Regions from separate parts of the Mus musculus genome. Here regions 2 and 3 are each linked to region 1. A link is a contact called in public promoter capture Hi-C data. All regions are on one chromosome and are shown on one strand. Each heading gives the region's core, a stretch centred on a gene start, on an enhancer-like site or on the middle of the called end of the contact. The rest is flanking DNA. Distances are from core to core; before and after follow the strand shown. Region 1 holds the start of Ppp2r5e (protein phosphatase 2, regulatory subunit B', epsilon). Region 2 holds the start of Akap5 (A kinase (PRKA) anchor protein 5). Region 3 holds the start of Hspa2 (heat shock protein 2).

Region 1 (4,846 bases), core at 633-3,132:
AAGATGAAGTTGAGTTTAAGTTCAAATATTGTGCTACATGAAACCAACAGAACTGACTGAATATCATTCTGCAATTATTTAATCTTCGAAATTATTCAAAGGAAGGACAGATGCTAAAAGTCCCAAGCATTGAGCTTAGACTCCTTCACCAAACTAAACAGACGCCAGTACCATTCAGGTGCTACTGAGGCTCCATGCAAGATTAATGGCAGACAAGATCGACAGAATGCATATGATGCAGTGCTCAGGCTCAGTTCCTCAAGTGTCATACCGACACCTAAGACAAATGCTTTTTTTTAACTTCCACAAAGAGTAAGATAGCTGCCTTCCCAATGTGTTATGATTAAACAGTCATCTGCATTACCTGGATTCAACTAAAATAGCATAGACTTTGGAGAGGGGAGGACAATATTAAGGTTAATTTGGGATTTTGAGGACTTCGTGATTCTTTCATTAGAAAGTTATTTTCTTTTAACTCTAATTTGGCTTGAAATATAATGTGACATATAAAAAACGGAATAATAAATTATAAATACTATCGAAAATGTCAGACCTCAGCAAGAAGTTCCACATCGCACTGGTATGCTGTAAATTTAGGGACGAATATTACAATTTCATCTGGGAATTATTTAGATTTCACTCTAACCCTAGCAACACAGATTTCTGTAAGCCTCGTTCCCCCCATCCCTCATTCTGTCTCTATTTCTCTTCTCTCATCTCTAACGATGATCTATAGGCAGCTTTCTTTTTCATCATTTGCCTCTTATGCGCGCAGCTCTGAATAAAATGTCAAGGATCTCAACTCAAAGCATTGCAGAAATGATGGTAACAGCGGGGTCCCTGCAAAGCCCAGGGAAACAGGTTTCACCTGGGCCACTGCACCCAAAGCGTTAGCATTCTCTAAAGAGCACACTACTGGGGCTTTTCCAAGGGGGAGGTATGAAAACAGGGAAGTGGCCTGTTTGTCTGCAGGTATGTTCACATAAACCCCAAGCCCTGGAGAAGCTGCGCGGCCACGGAATCTTCCTCCCTGCTCCCCCGCCCCCGCCGGGGGGGGGGCAAGAAAACGCCTCAAAAGAGGGAGGAAAAGGAGCCGGCGAGGCCGAGGAGAAGAGAGGTGCTGGCCTCCAAAGCCTCTGCAGGTAGATCAGACAAGTGGGCCGGGCGCTTGCTCCCGCTCCCCCCACCCCGCCGCACCCCTCAGCTGCCTGGGCCCGGCCTTCCCGAGCCCGCCGCTCCGCGGGTTCCCCGGGAGGCAAGCCGCGGGACCCGAAGCTGAAGTTACCTTGAAGCTCCTGGGAAAGAATCGGAAGATGATCTGTGGCTGCGCGGAGTGGGCTGCGAGCTAGGGGCCGCGGCGGGGGCGGGCGACGGCCCGGGACGCACGGGGGGAGGTCCAGGCAGCGGCGGAGAGCCCCGGGCTACTACGGCCGTCCGGGGCGACGTCCCTCCGGTTCCGCGGTAGCGGCAGTGTTTCTAGGCCTCTCGGCTGGCCCCTAACCTCAGCGCTCCGGCAGTGGCAGCGGCGGCCTCACGAGCCTCCCCCGCGGGCCCGTCCCATCAAATCGGCACCGACCCGGTTGCGGCGCGGCCGGTGGCTCTTCGTTCACATTCCCGGCGGGCGGCGCCTCTGCTCGTTGCACCGGACCCGGCGGCGGTGGTGGCGGCGGCGGCGGCGGCGGCGACGCGGGGAGGGGGAGGAGGGAGGAAGCCTGGATTTGCAGCGGCAGCAAGCGCGGGAGTCGGGAGGAAGAGTTGGAGCCGCCTGAGCCGCCGCTGCCAGAGCCGCCGTTCGCTACCCGCGCAGGGTCCCCGTCAATGCCCCTTTCTCTCTCCTATTGTCAATATCACCGGGCGGCTGAGTCCATGGCACAGGCGCAACCGAACCTCCTGGCTAGCAGAGCCCGCCTCCGACGCCCGCCCACTGGAGACTTCAAACGGGAAGCGAGACTTCATTGGCCGGCGCGCGCCTTCACTCCCAGGCCAGCACGTTCGGCTGAGAGCTGGTCGGGGATTGGCGGCGCGGGGGGGCGGGGAAACAGGAGGGTGTGAAGGGACGGGGCCCTCGATTGGGCGAGGCGCGGGGGACCCGGATGCTACCGTGAGCTCGGGCGACCGGGCCGCCGTTTCCGCCAGGGCGCCTGAAGTGGGGGTACTGCGGCGTCTGCTAGGCCTGAGGAGAGCTCGGCGGGCGCGCCCGAGACTGGAGCTTCCGCCAGGCGGAACCCTGTGGACCGCGAGCGTCTTCACCCGGGTATCCGAAGGCCACAGGGCGGCCGTCCTGGTGCCTCACGGTTCAGCCCGCAAGCCCCACTCCGCACGGAACCCACGGCCCCCTGAGCCCTGTGTAAACGCGGCCATGGAAGCCGGCAGAAAAATACCCCAGTGGCTGTCCTTCGCTCAACTCGTGGGAGGCCTGGCCACCGGTTGGACTCTCACCTGGTCCCCCCAAAAGCCAGTTCTGAATATCAGCTCTCTGATGCCCCTGCCAGGCTCGGCGGGGGCCCGCGCTCCGGGAGTTAATGCAGATGGCAACTCTGCAGTCTCCCATTCAGAATACCCGCATTCGCCCTTTCAGGACTCCGAAATACCCAGCCCCCAACTCGACAGATTTTAATTGATAGTTTGAGTCTGAGTTTAAACAGAAGACTTACCTCTATCTAGAACGAGGACGAAAATACATACATGTTTTTGCATCATTGGTGAACCCTAGGCCAAATGGTACGTTTCCAAAGAATATTCTTAGACCATCAATCAATTTGAATGCAGGCTACGTACAATAGTTAAAAGAAGAAAAAAATACTAACTACAAAGATCAAACTACCAGCTGCTCAAAATTTGGAAATCTGGGAGGGGAAATACAGGAGAAATAATATTATAATCCATAAACCCAAAATAACCAGTCATTTTGATGTAGTTTTAGTATTATATTTCATATATGTATATACACACAAGTATATATATATATATGTATATATATATGTATGTATACATACATACACACATGTATGTATATTCTTTTTCAAACTCAAAATGCTTCATCCTGTAGCCGAGTTTTTCCTCTCAGTATCATGTCATGTTCTGTACAGTTAAGGAATATACATTTATAAAGCTCTCTGTATCATACCCACAAGTGCTAACCATGCGTTTGCGTTTCTGGTTTGTTGCAAATTTCTATCCTGTTGGGTAGAAAAATAATTCTGTACTATGAAAGAGAATGTTACTGCCCTGAACTGAAATGGGAAAGATGGCTTATACGAAAGCAGACCCCAGAAGACTGGCTGCTGACTGACTGACTGAGTGGCCATTTTTACCCTAATAAAGTTCATTGCCCCATGCTGCAGAATTATATGGAATTCCAGTCTGGTTCCTGGCTTCAAGTAACTTATATTTCCATACTTCAGTCTTTAGAAATGTTTAATATCCTAGCCAAGCAGAGCATGTTTCTTCAACGTCTGATTGGTAAATGCAAAATTAAAACCAAGAAAGATTTTGAAGCCAACTCAATTTCCCTTGGCAACAGTTGAACCGTTAAAAAGTAGTGCACGTTTGAAATGCTCACAGCTGTTGCTTAGAACATTTCACATTTTGTAGAGTGAGGATTTTGCTTGCAAATTATGGATGGCTATAAAGACAATTCATTTCAAAGTCATTTCATTTTCTATAAAATAGCTGAGCAACTGAGATGAGGAGGTCTTTTTTAATATGGGAACATCCTTGCCTGTGTGAGGTTTGTTCTCGGGGCCAAGAATCTCATAAGATCTACAGAGCCCAGGGAAAGTGGGGTGTTCTCCAAGGAGAGTGCAAAGCAATCCACTTGCAACACACAAGAAAAAAATGAGGGCATCTATGTTTAAGTTTAAGATGAGGTATTAAACTCAGTATTCTAAATACAGAAGGAATGGCCCATTGGCTAGAGCAGTATAGATGTCCTTAGGGGGAAGCAGGAAGCGTCCACCCGCAGAGGAGAGCAGAGCGGGTCTCTGCTACTTGTGACATCCTGTGTTTGCTGGGCTCCATGAGTGCATTCTTTAGGTTTAATTAAACTAAACCTACAAAGCAGACAAATGACCTTACAGAAGTCTCACAAGGGAACAAGAGAAAGAGCAAATACTAGAAATAACTTTTATAAAATCTTTGACAGCCCTCCTTCAGAGTTAAAGTGACAATCTAATAAGTCCAACCATACTTTCACTTAAGTAGAAAAATCGCCAAAACAGTTTGAAATGGACCTTCATGTCCACCATCACCACGGTGAACAAATGCTGTGGCCGAGTGGTGAGGCGACGAAGCCGATGTGTGCCTATTTTATGAACAAATATACACATATTTAGAATATTATGCTCTCAAAAAACGCACGGATGGAGATGCATGAACCTTTGTTCATTTGGTGACTGCTATCCTAGATATAAAAGAAAGATGTTAAAGCCATGGGGAGGCCATTATCGAGTGACAAAATTCAGTTCATTGTTATCACATGAAAGCATCCACTATCCAGGTCTCAAAGCTGAGCTTATGGGGAATCTGCTGGCAACCTGACCACATGATTAGAAGACACAGGGTATGGAGTGGTAGCTACGTAGTGACAAACTGAAGCATCGTAGAACTGACTATCCCTTAGACACATCTTCAGAAGTAAATTAGTCTCGTTTGCTGGGGGGGGTGGGAGGCAGGAGTCCGTGAAGCTGGTTATGGACTGAGGTAAGAAGACTGGGAAAGCTGTGGCAACAGCTGCTTAGGACAACAGAGTCAGGTGTAATCCACCCAGCTAATGTACCCAAGGAACTGATGTCATGTTTCTTTGCATTGCATTTATCCTCTAGGAAACACCCTTAGCAGTGACATT
Region 2 (4,665 bases), core at 1,705-4,204, 730 kb after region 1:
TTTGTAGCTAAAAGCCTCGACTGAGGATGGGGACCAGGATGGAAGAGACGGTGTAGTCAGCTCAGATACATACGTAGGCTATTTTACTGGCACGCTCTATCTGTGACATTAATAAGATAAGCTGTGAGGAGGATAGTTCTCTATCAGATTGGAGAGGTATTTATAGCTCATTTCCTAATTATATAACTCAGACGGAGTAGTAGGCAATAATACAGTAATAGCTTCAGCGGCCCTGTCACTTGAGTGTGTTTAGGAGTGACAGGTTTCTTCCTCTTGTGCATGCAGTACATTGTTCAAACATCTGGCCTCAAGTTCTAGCCATATCCTAAAGAAAAGCCAAAATGCAGATTCTTATTTATAGTAATATGCGTCCCCTCCCCCCGGCTCATTCTCTTTCCTGGGTGCATTGTGTATGGATGAGAGAAAGATGCCAGATAAGTTGTTGATCATATAAGTCTTATTTTCCCCTAGAGCATGAGATAATCCACCTCTTACCTTAGACTATAGTCAGCTCCCATTCTTCTAAGGCCAAAGCCGGTGCAGGCGAGCTGCACTTGAGTTTCTAAGATGCTCTTCACTGCTGCTCTTTCAGCCTGCATCTCTCATTGTCCGATGCTTTCTCTTCTTTTCAAGTGGGTCTTGCGATGTAGCGCAGCCTGGCTAGGGATGTATGGTCCTTCTGCTTTAGCTACTCAAGTCCTGGGATTGAGCTACTACACCTGGCTCCAAGTGGTTTCTACTAAGATAGCCAGGTTACCCCATCATAGCCAGGTTACCCCATCAATCATCTGCATGAGCTTCCTCTCCTAAAATGACCGCCAACTCCCAGGTCTGCTGGATTTGGAAAAGCTTAAGAGTTTCTTCCCGCTCGTCTCAAGTTCAAAACTACCAAAAACGGTTAACATATAACCGGCTTGCGGGTATAAAGTCATTTCACACATCTGTGCTTGCTGGATGAACAAAGCTAACTCATTTGGATTTTTTTTTGAGATGGGATCTCATGTAGTCCAGGCTGGCCTTAGATTCCCTGTGTAGCCAAGGATGGCTTTGAAAAGTCTCATCCTGCTGTCTCTACCTCCTAAGTACTGAGATCACAGGCTTGTTTCACCCTGTCCAAACCGCACACTGGCAAGTGTGTGTGTGTGTGTGTGTGTGTGCGCACTCGCGTGCACGCAGAGGGCTTACAGGGGCCAGAAGAGGATCCCCTGGAGTTAAAGGCAGTTATAGAGAACTGAAATGTGCGCTGGGAATTGAACTCTGATTCTCTGCAAATCAAGAACTCTCTTTTTAAAATTATTTTTCTTTTATGTACATTGGTGTTTTGCCTGCATGTGTGAGGGAGTCATATTCCATGGAAAAAAGTCAGAGACAGTTATGAGCTGCCATGTGGGTGCTGGGAGTTGAATCTGGGTCCTCCCGGTCTGTTTTGTGCCTTAAGAGTTTATTCCTTATCAGGTCTGGTTGGAGTAAATCTAGACTAGAGAGTCTGAGGAAGGTAAAATATATTCCTTGAAAAACCATCCCCAAGTGGACATCTGATATTGACCTCTCAAAGGTCATGGTCCACTTAAGAAAGGGGACAGGGTCTTGTTCTTCCGCGTCCCTGGGGCTTTCGAGCTCTGTGCTAGGAGGAGCCCTGGAGGAGGCTGAGGCCTGCTGGAGTACCACATCCATGCTGACAGGTGAGCACAGAACATGGCCCATGTGACATCTCATATCAGAACCGCGGCTGGATTACTGTTTCCTTTAGGACATCCCTTGGGGTCTGCTTACCTTGTTCCTCTCAAGTGGGGACGGAGATGAGGGTGCTCACTATTCCAGCCCCATTTGGAGCAAAGGGTATTTGCCTGGTGTGCACAGAGCCTGAGGTTTGGACATGGTGAAACAAGCCTGTCAGAGTGTGTGTGTGACTTACAGGGTCTCAGCTTGAAAACATCCCAAAGCCACAGGCCCTGAGCTGGGGAGGCCACACCTTTGTGTGCACAGAGCCATATTTGTGCTGGTTCCCACCTGAGCTGACACCTTCCTGTTCCAGAGTGAGGACTGTACCAGTACCAGGTTGAGGTTCTGTTTAGTGAGTTTATTTCTGTTTCTCACCATATATATATAATTTTCTCCATAGCCAGGTGCAGCTTCTGAGGTGGAGGTGGGTGAATCTCAGTGAGTTCAATACCAGGCTGGTTCACAATGAGTTTCAGGTCGGTCGTACAGAGCTACACAAATAAAATGTCTGCCAGTGGATGGTGGCACAGGCCTTTAATCCCAGTACTCTGGAGGCAGAGACAGGTGGATCCCTGTGAGTTTAAGGCCAGCCTGGTCTACAGAGTGAGTCCCAGGACAAGCAAGGCTACACAGACAAACCCTGTCTCGACAAAATAAATAAAATAAAATCCTCCCCCGGCCCCTTATTGTCTCTGTACTGTTATGAATCTTGCTTTTTAATTTTGTTTTTGCAAAAGATCCAGCTAGGGCTGGTTACAGGTGGTTGTGAGCCGCCTAATGTGGGTGTATGGGGATCGATCTTAAACCCCCTGGAAGAGAAATACGTGCTGTTCACCGCTGAGCCATCTTTCCCATCAATCTTTATCTGTAGATATGCTTTCTACCTTGTCTTTAATGTTCCAGGGGGGATTCACGGTGGGAGCCTTATAAATTCAAACAAGGTTTTTACGGATGTGCGTCTCAGGAAATGAGGGGTTTCTACCCTCTTGCAGTCCTCCTGCTTTGCTTTAGTGGTCCCTCCACCCTGGTCCTGATGTCTTTATGCAGCGGTGATGCGTCCGGGGCGGGAGCACGGAGGTCTCTCCCAGGCCGCTGGGCAGTCGGCTGGCAGGTGGCTGGCTGAGTTCACCCCGCCCCCGGCCCTAGCCCCGCCCCACTGCTCCACGCGCATTGGCGCGACCAGCTGTCTCTCTCCGCGCTGGGGAGGGGGCGCGCGGCTGCGGTCCCTCTGCAGAGGGCTGCGCGCTCCGCGGTCTCCGGGGCTCTCCGTTGTTTGGGCCCGTGCTCCTCGACCTCGGGAGCAGAGCTGGCCAGAGACCGCGACGATCTGGGTAAGTAGAGGCAAGACTAGAGGCTCTGGGTCAGAATCTGGTGCACTGAGCCCTGGTAACGGCGGCAGACCCCGGGTCCTGGTCACCAGATTGTGAGGGACACGACTGCAAGGTCGCCGATCCTCAGACGGCTCCAGGTGGGTGACCCTGGGCTGTTCTGCCGCCCGCTCGCTTCGCACGAGTTGCAGCTGCTGCTTTGGCACCGGCTGCCTACCTAACCCTTTTCCTTTAGGGGTTTTCTGGGGAACTGTGATTTTCGGCTCCGGGCTATGATAGTTCTGCAGATAGCTTGAAGCTGGGCTATCTATTCCACGCCCCCGGTATTTTCCTTTCTGAGCACTTTATCCTGAGCTCTGTCTCCTGCCATAGGGGCGTCAAGCTTGGAGAATCCTTCCTCCAGGAGGAAGCTTCGCGGTTCGTGTCTAGTGCTGGGAAGGGTTCCTTGCTCTGTTCAGATAGTGGTTGCTCTCTGTTGCTCAAGGGGAGAAGGGTGGTGGTTGTTTTCTGTGGTCTTGGACAGGAGATTCTGCCAGGAAAGGACAGCAGGGACTTTAAGGTTTCCAAGACAATAATGGTCCTCTCGAAGGTAAAGGTGAATCATTTGCAGTCTTAACACTCTGCAAAGTTTTAATGCCTGCAGGCTGCATCCTTTCCCTGCCTCGCCTACACTTGTTGGGGTGTTGATCTCTACAGTGATGTACATTAAAAGAAACCTCTCGTGCAACCATCTAGGCCATTTAGGTTAGTTTCAGAGACTTTCCGGAATATAATCTCATTTGAATATTTCTTCTATTAATACACACACTTAGAAGGAATGATCTCTAGAGCGCTGGAGGCTCAGGGAAAGAAGACGTGGAAGCCATTAAGACTGGGTTCTAGTTCTAGTGCTAGGGTGTGTGAGGAGAGACTGCAAATGTTATACTGGTCCCATCATTCTAGAATTTTATGTTTCTTTGTAGAAAGATGAAGCTTTCAATACTTACCCTTAAAAAAACAAAAGAAAAGCCTTAGCTCTTAAAACGGTTTTTCAGGGTTCCAGTTCTACAGAGAATTGGGAACTGGTACCCAAGTGAAAGCTCTGTGAAGAATATGCATGAAAGGCTCCCCTGCGCCTAACTCAGGGCTCAGCACCTAAAATGCACGGAGCTGTTGTTAGCTAGTCATTCCAGGTCCTCATTCCTTAAGCCTTGCCATTCTGTGGACTATTACTTTTTTTGGTGGCACTGGGGCTCAAACCCAGAATCTTGTGGCACGTTAGGCCAATGTTCTGTCACTAAGCTATGTGTCAGTTTAGTTTTACATGTTTTTCTGAGACAGGGTCTCACGTAGCTGGTGCTGTCTTCAACTCTACTATGTAGCTCTGTGGATGGCCTTGATTGAGACTCCTGCCTCCACCTCCCACTTGCTGGAATTACAGTCACGCGTGGTCACAAGCAGCCTCAGATTAGCATTTTAAAGCAATTTACTTTCTCTTGGACCTCGAGGCGCAGTGAAAGAACGCAGTTCAGAAACAGGCAGTCTTGGGTTAAATCTGAGCGCTGTTGCCACCGACAAGCTTTGTAGTCTCAGGCAGGCAGACTGCTTAACTGCAGATGGAGATATCACCACCTCC
Region 3 (4,233 bases), core at 1,040-3,539, 810 kb after region 1:
GGATCCTATTGAACTGGAGGTACAAATGTTTGTTAGTCCTCATCTTAGGATGCTGAGAACTGAACCCAGGCCCTCTATAAGAGCAAGCTGCTAGCTTCTTAACTGCTGAGACATCTCTCCAGCCCGCTACCTTCCATATTTAAAGATTCATTTAAAAATATTATAATAATAACAATAATATAATAAAGGTGTTTTGTCTACATGGATGTGTACCATCTGCTTGCCTGAGGTTTATTTATTTTTTTACTTATGTATGTATGTATGTATGTGCGTGCCTTTATGAGTTTATGTGCACTTGAATACAAAAGCCCAAGGACGTCAGAGAGTGGTGACATTCCCTAGAACTGGAGTTAATGGTGGTTGTGAACCGCCATATGCATGTTGGGAACAGAACCCAGGACCCTGCAAGAGTAGTTAGTCCCCTTCCTAGCTGAGCCATCCCTTCAGCTCCATCCCCTCTCTTCCTCTTCGCTGAATTTCCCCAGAGCTGGGTATATAAGCACAGACTATCACATATGGTCTGATATTTTCTTTAATCCTTTCCTATTTCAAGTTTTTCTTCAGTTTCTTTCATGGAAAATAGAGAACTGCAGTTGCCAATGGCAAACGTGGTTTTGAAACTGTAAATTACATATAGGAATAGAAAGAATCTTTAAAACTTTCCCGATTAAGTTTTGTAGAACTCTGAGCTGGAGAGATGGCTCCGAGGGTAAGCACACTTACTGCTTCACCAAAGGACCTGGGTTCAGTTCCCAGCATCTGTGTCAGGTGGCTCAGGACCAAATGTCACTCTAGCTCTAGGGTCTCTAATTCTGGCCTCTGCACCACATTGCATACACACACACAGATAATTTTTTTTTTAATCAAAAGCTCTTTTAAAGTTTTTTATTGAATTCTGTCAACATTACCTTTTAGACAACGAAAACTTTCATGTTTCTCATACTGTCTTCTCCATCACTGTCTCACACGACTTACTGGCCAGTTTCAGAGGGGTGCTTCTTTCCTGGAGCTTCGAAGACAAAAACAAACAAACTAACAAACACCCCAAAGCACAAAAAGTTGCTTAACATATCCAGATTCTAATCTTCAATTCTGAACTCTTCTGCCCTCCTCGTCGCCCACATTCCACCACCTCAACCTCGATAAAGAATGCTTTTCTTACTCTCCTTTGCAGGAGTTAGGCATGTCACCTCCTCAGGGATGCTTTGATGTTTTCCCCTCAGGCTCTGTGTGCCCCTCCCTGCCCTCTGTTGTCACCGGACTGGCTTACCCCCTTATCACACGACTTAGGCCCGTTTCCCTTGTTCTTTTCATCTCATATTGGGCACCTGTCAAAGTTTTACAGCGACGACTGTCCTCAGCTTCCCATCCGTAAGGCGAGGCGGTCGTTCTACATTACAGGTCTCCGTTTTCCTGTAGGGAGTCCTTTTACAGGAGCCAGCTTCTGCCCACCCCCTTGTTCCAGAGAATACTTTCCAAAATTATTCTCAGATTCCGGCTAAACAAGTGCCAAAGACTCTTTTTCATCTACTTCCTCTCACAAGTCTGTGCTGCCAACCTATTCTTCTCATTCAACCGAACTCCGCGCAAAAGGACTAATTCCTTAACAAGATCACGCGTGCGGGGACGGGAGTCAGAGGGGTGACACTGGCTTATTACGCAGTGCCACCAAGAAGTCAAAACCGCCCATTAGGGCGCCTGAAAGAAAATAAACTAGGAAAGCCGAGGGAGAAAGTTGGGCGGAGGCGGCTCGCGAGCCGTAGCCGCTCGCGCTGCGCGGGAAGCCACCCGCCTCCCGGGTAAGCACCCCGCATCCTTCCCCGGTCGCGCACTTTCTGAGACGCGCTGGGAAGGGGGAGGGGTACTGACTCGTACCCGCCCAACTTCGCAGTCCCCGCCCTGGAACCGCCCCTCACCCAGCCCCAGTCCCCGCTACAGGAACAGCAGGGGCAGGGAAGGCGAGAACCGATCCCAGCCGTTCTGTATTCGATGCAACCGCCCTAGAAGGAATTCGGGCCCCGGGAGCCGAGTCAGTGGCGGCACCCGACACCGAACGGTACAGAAACCCTTTCGGAGGCCAGCGCCCCTTCCGTGCTGCCTCCGCGCGCCCCGCCCCGCGCCTCCCTGCCACACGCTTCGGATTCTGCGCTGCTCATTGGGCATCTGCCCCGCCAATCTGAAAGATGTTAGCGAATCACGCTTTAGAAAAGGCAAAGAGAACGGGAAAGGGGGCTTTCACACTGGCTCCCCTGGCGCGAGCTTAACGCCCCCAAAGCGGCTGGAGGCACTGGGCGGGGCTTCATTTGCATAACGGCCGCCCCTTGGTCTCCCTGCCCAAGGCTGGCGTCAAGCGCCTCACCCAACTAGATATCAGTTGGACCACCGGCTGGTCACTCCGACCAGGCAAGCCTGTGGGAGCGCCGGACGGGTTGGAGCGGGCGGGCCCGGGGACCGATTGGCTCTGAGAGTTTCCAGCAGGCAGGGAGGAGGGGACTATAAGAACCAGAAGCCCCGTAGAGGTCTCCGGGAGACGCTAGTCGCGCTCGTGGAGAGTTGTGAGAAGCGACCGTTGGCTCAGGTCCCGGCTTGCGCTTGCCTCTCCTGACGCTTTCGTCCTAACGTTGCTTTGCCTGTTTTTTCAGTCAGGATGTCTGCCCGCGGCCCGGCTATCGGCATCGACCTGGGCACCACTTACTCGTGCGTGGGGGTATTCCAACATGGCAAGGTGGAGATCATCGCCAACGACCAGGGTAACCGCACCACCCCCAGCTACGTGGCCTTCACTGACACCGAGCGTCTCATCGGCGACGCCGCCAAGAACCAAGTGGCCATGAACCCCACAAACACCATCTTCGACGCCAAGCGGCTGATCGGACGGAAGTTCGAGGACGCCACAGTGCAGTCCGATATGAAGCACTGGCCGTTCCGAGTGGTGAGCGAAGGTGGGAAGCCCAAAGTGCAGGTGGAATATAAAGGGGAGATGAAGACCTTCTTCCCTGAGGAGATTTCTTCCATGGTCCTCACTAAGATGAAGGAGATCGCCGAAGCCTACCTGGGGGGCAAGGTGCAGAGCGCAGTCATCACTGTTCCTGCCTATTTCAACGACTCGCAGCGCCAGGCCACCAAGGATGCGGGCACCATCACCGGCCTCAACGTGTTGCGCATCATCAATGAGCCCACAGCAGCGGCCATCGCCTACGGCCTGGATAAGAAGGGCTGTGCGGGCGGCGAGAAGAACGTGCTCATCTTTGACCTGGGCGGGGGCACCTTCGATGTGTCCATCCTGACCATCGAGGATGGCATCTTTGAGGTGAAGTCCACGGCCGGCGATACCCACCTGGGTGGCGAAGACTTCGACAACCGTATGGTCAGCCACCTGGCGGAGGAGTTCAAGCGCAAACACAAGAAGGACATTGGGCCCAACAAGCGCGCTGTGCGCCGGCTGCGCACCGCCTGCGAGCGCGCTAAGCGCACCCTGAGCTCGTCCACGCAGGCCAGCATAGAGATCGACTCGCTCTACGAGGGCGTGGATTTCTACACGTCCATCACCCGCGCCCGCTTCGAGGAGCTCAACGCCGATCTCTTCCGAGGGACCCTGGAGCCGGTGGAAAAGGCGCTGCGCGATGCCAAGCTAGACAAGGGCCAGATCCAGGAGATAGTGCTGGTGGGCGGCTCAACCCGCATCCCTAAGATCCAGAAGCTCCTGCAAGATTTCTTCAACGGCAAGGAGCTGAACAAGAGCATTAATCCCGACGAGGCGGTGGCCTACGGCGCCGCTGTGCAGGCGGCTATCCTCATCGGCGACAAGTCGGAAAATGTGCAGGATCTGCTGTTACTCGACGTGACTCCATTGTCGCTCGGCATCGAAACAGCTGGCGGTGTCATGACCCCACTCATCAAGAGAAACACCACGATCCCCACCAAGCAGACGCAGACCTTCACTACCTACTCAGACAACCAGAGCAGCGTGCTGGTGCAAGTGTACGAGGGCGAACGGGCCATGACCAAGGACAATAACCTCTTGGGCAAGTTCGACCTGACTGGGATCCCCCCAGCACCCCGTGGGGTCCCCCAGATCGAGGTCACCTTTGACATCGATGCCAACGGCATCCTTAACGTCACTGCTGCCGACAAGAGCACCGGTAAAGAAAATAAAATCACCATAACCAACGACAAGGGTCGGCTGAGCAAAGACGACATTGACCGGATGGTGCAGGAGGCGGAGCGGTACAA

What was found. Promoter capture Hi-C pulls out the DNA fragments that hold promoters and counts their contacts.
Region 2: a promoter capture Hi-C map of pre-B cells shows a contact between it and region 1, with 4 times the contacts expected there. The contact joins the promoter of Akap5 here to the promoter of Ppp2r5e in region 1. A contact is called at or near these places in 1 of 39 promoter capture datasets (pre-B cells), 1 of 484 Hi-C or Micro-C datasets (pre-B cells) and 1 of 115 datasets of contacts at active chromatin or transcription factors (bone marrow-derived macrophages).
Region 3: a promoter capture Hi-C map of pre-B cells shows a contact between it and region 1, with 2.9 times the contacts expected there. The contact joins the promoter of Hspa2 here to the promoter of Ppp2r5e in region 1. A contact is called at or near these places in 2 of 39 promoter capture datasets (the HPC-7 cell line and pre-B cells), 1 of 484 Hi-C or Micro-C datasets (CD4 T cells) and 1 of 115 datasets of contacts at active chromatin or transcription factors (bone marrow-derived macrophages).

Annotation. Positions count from the first base shown.
Region 1 is chr12:75,594,350-75,599,195 of GRCm38.p6, forward strand. Ppp2r5e (protein phosphatase 2, regulatory subunit B', epsilon) reads right to left here and starts at 1,883. Exons shown (of 14, transcript NM_012024.3): 1 at 1,286-1,883.
Region 2 is chr12:76,321,937-76,326,601 of GRCm38.p6, forward strand. Akap5 (A kinase (PRKA) anchor protein 5) reads left to right here and starts at 2,955. Exons shown (of 2, transcript NM_001101471.1): 1 at 2,955-3,053. Gm40443 (a long non-coding RNA gene) reads right to left here and starts at 1,228. Exons shown (of 3, transcript XR_001780628.2): 1 at 496-1,228.
Region 3 is chr12:76,401,887-76,406,119 of GRCm38.p6, forward strand. It overlaps Hspa2 (heat shock protein 2), which reads left to right and starts at 2,290. Exons shown (of 2, transcript NM_001002012.1): 1 at 2,290-2,403; 2 at 2,643-4,233. The coding sequence starts at 2,648. 4930426I24Rik (RIKEN cDNA 4930426I24 gene) reads right to left here and starts at 2,108. Exons shown (of 4, transcript NR_166810.1): 1 at 1,271-2,108; 2 at 909-1,009.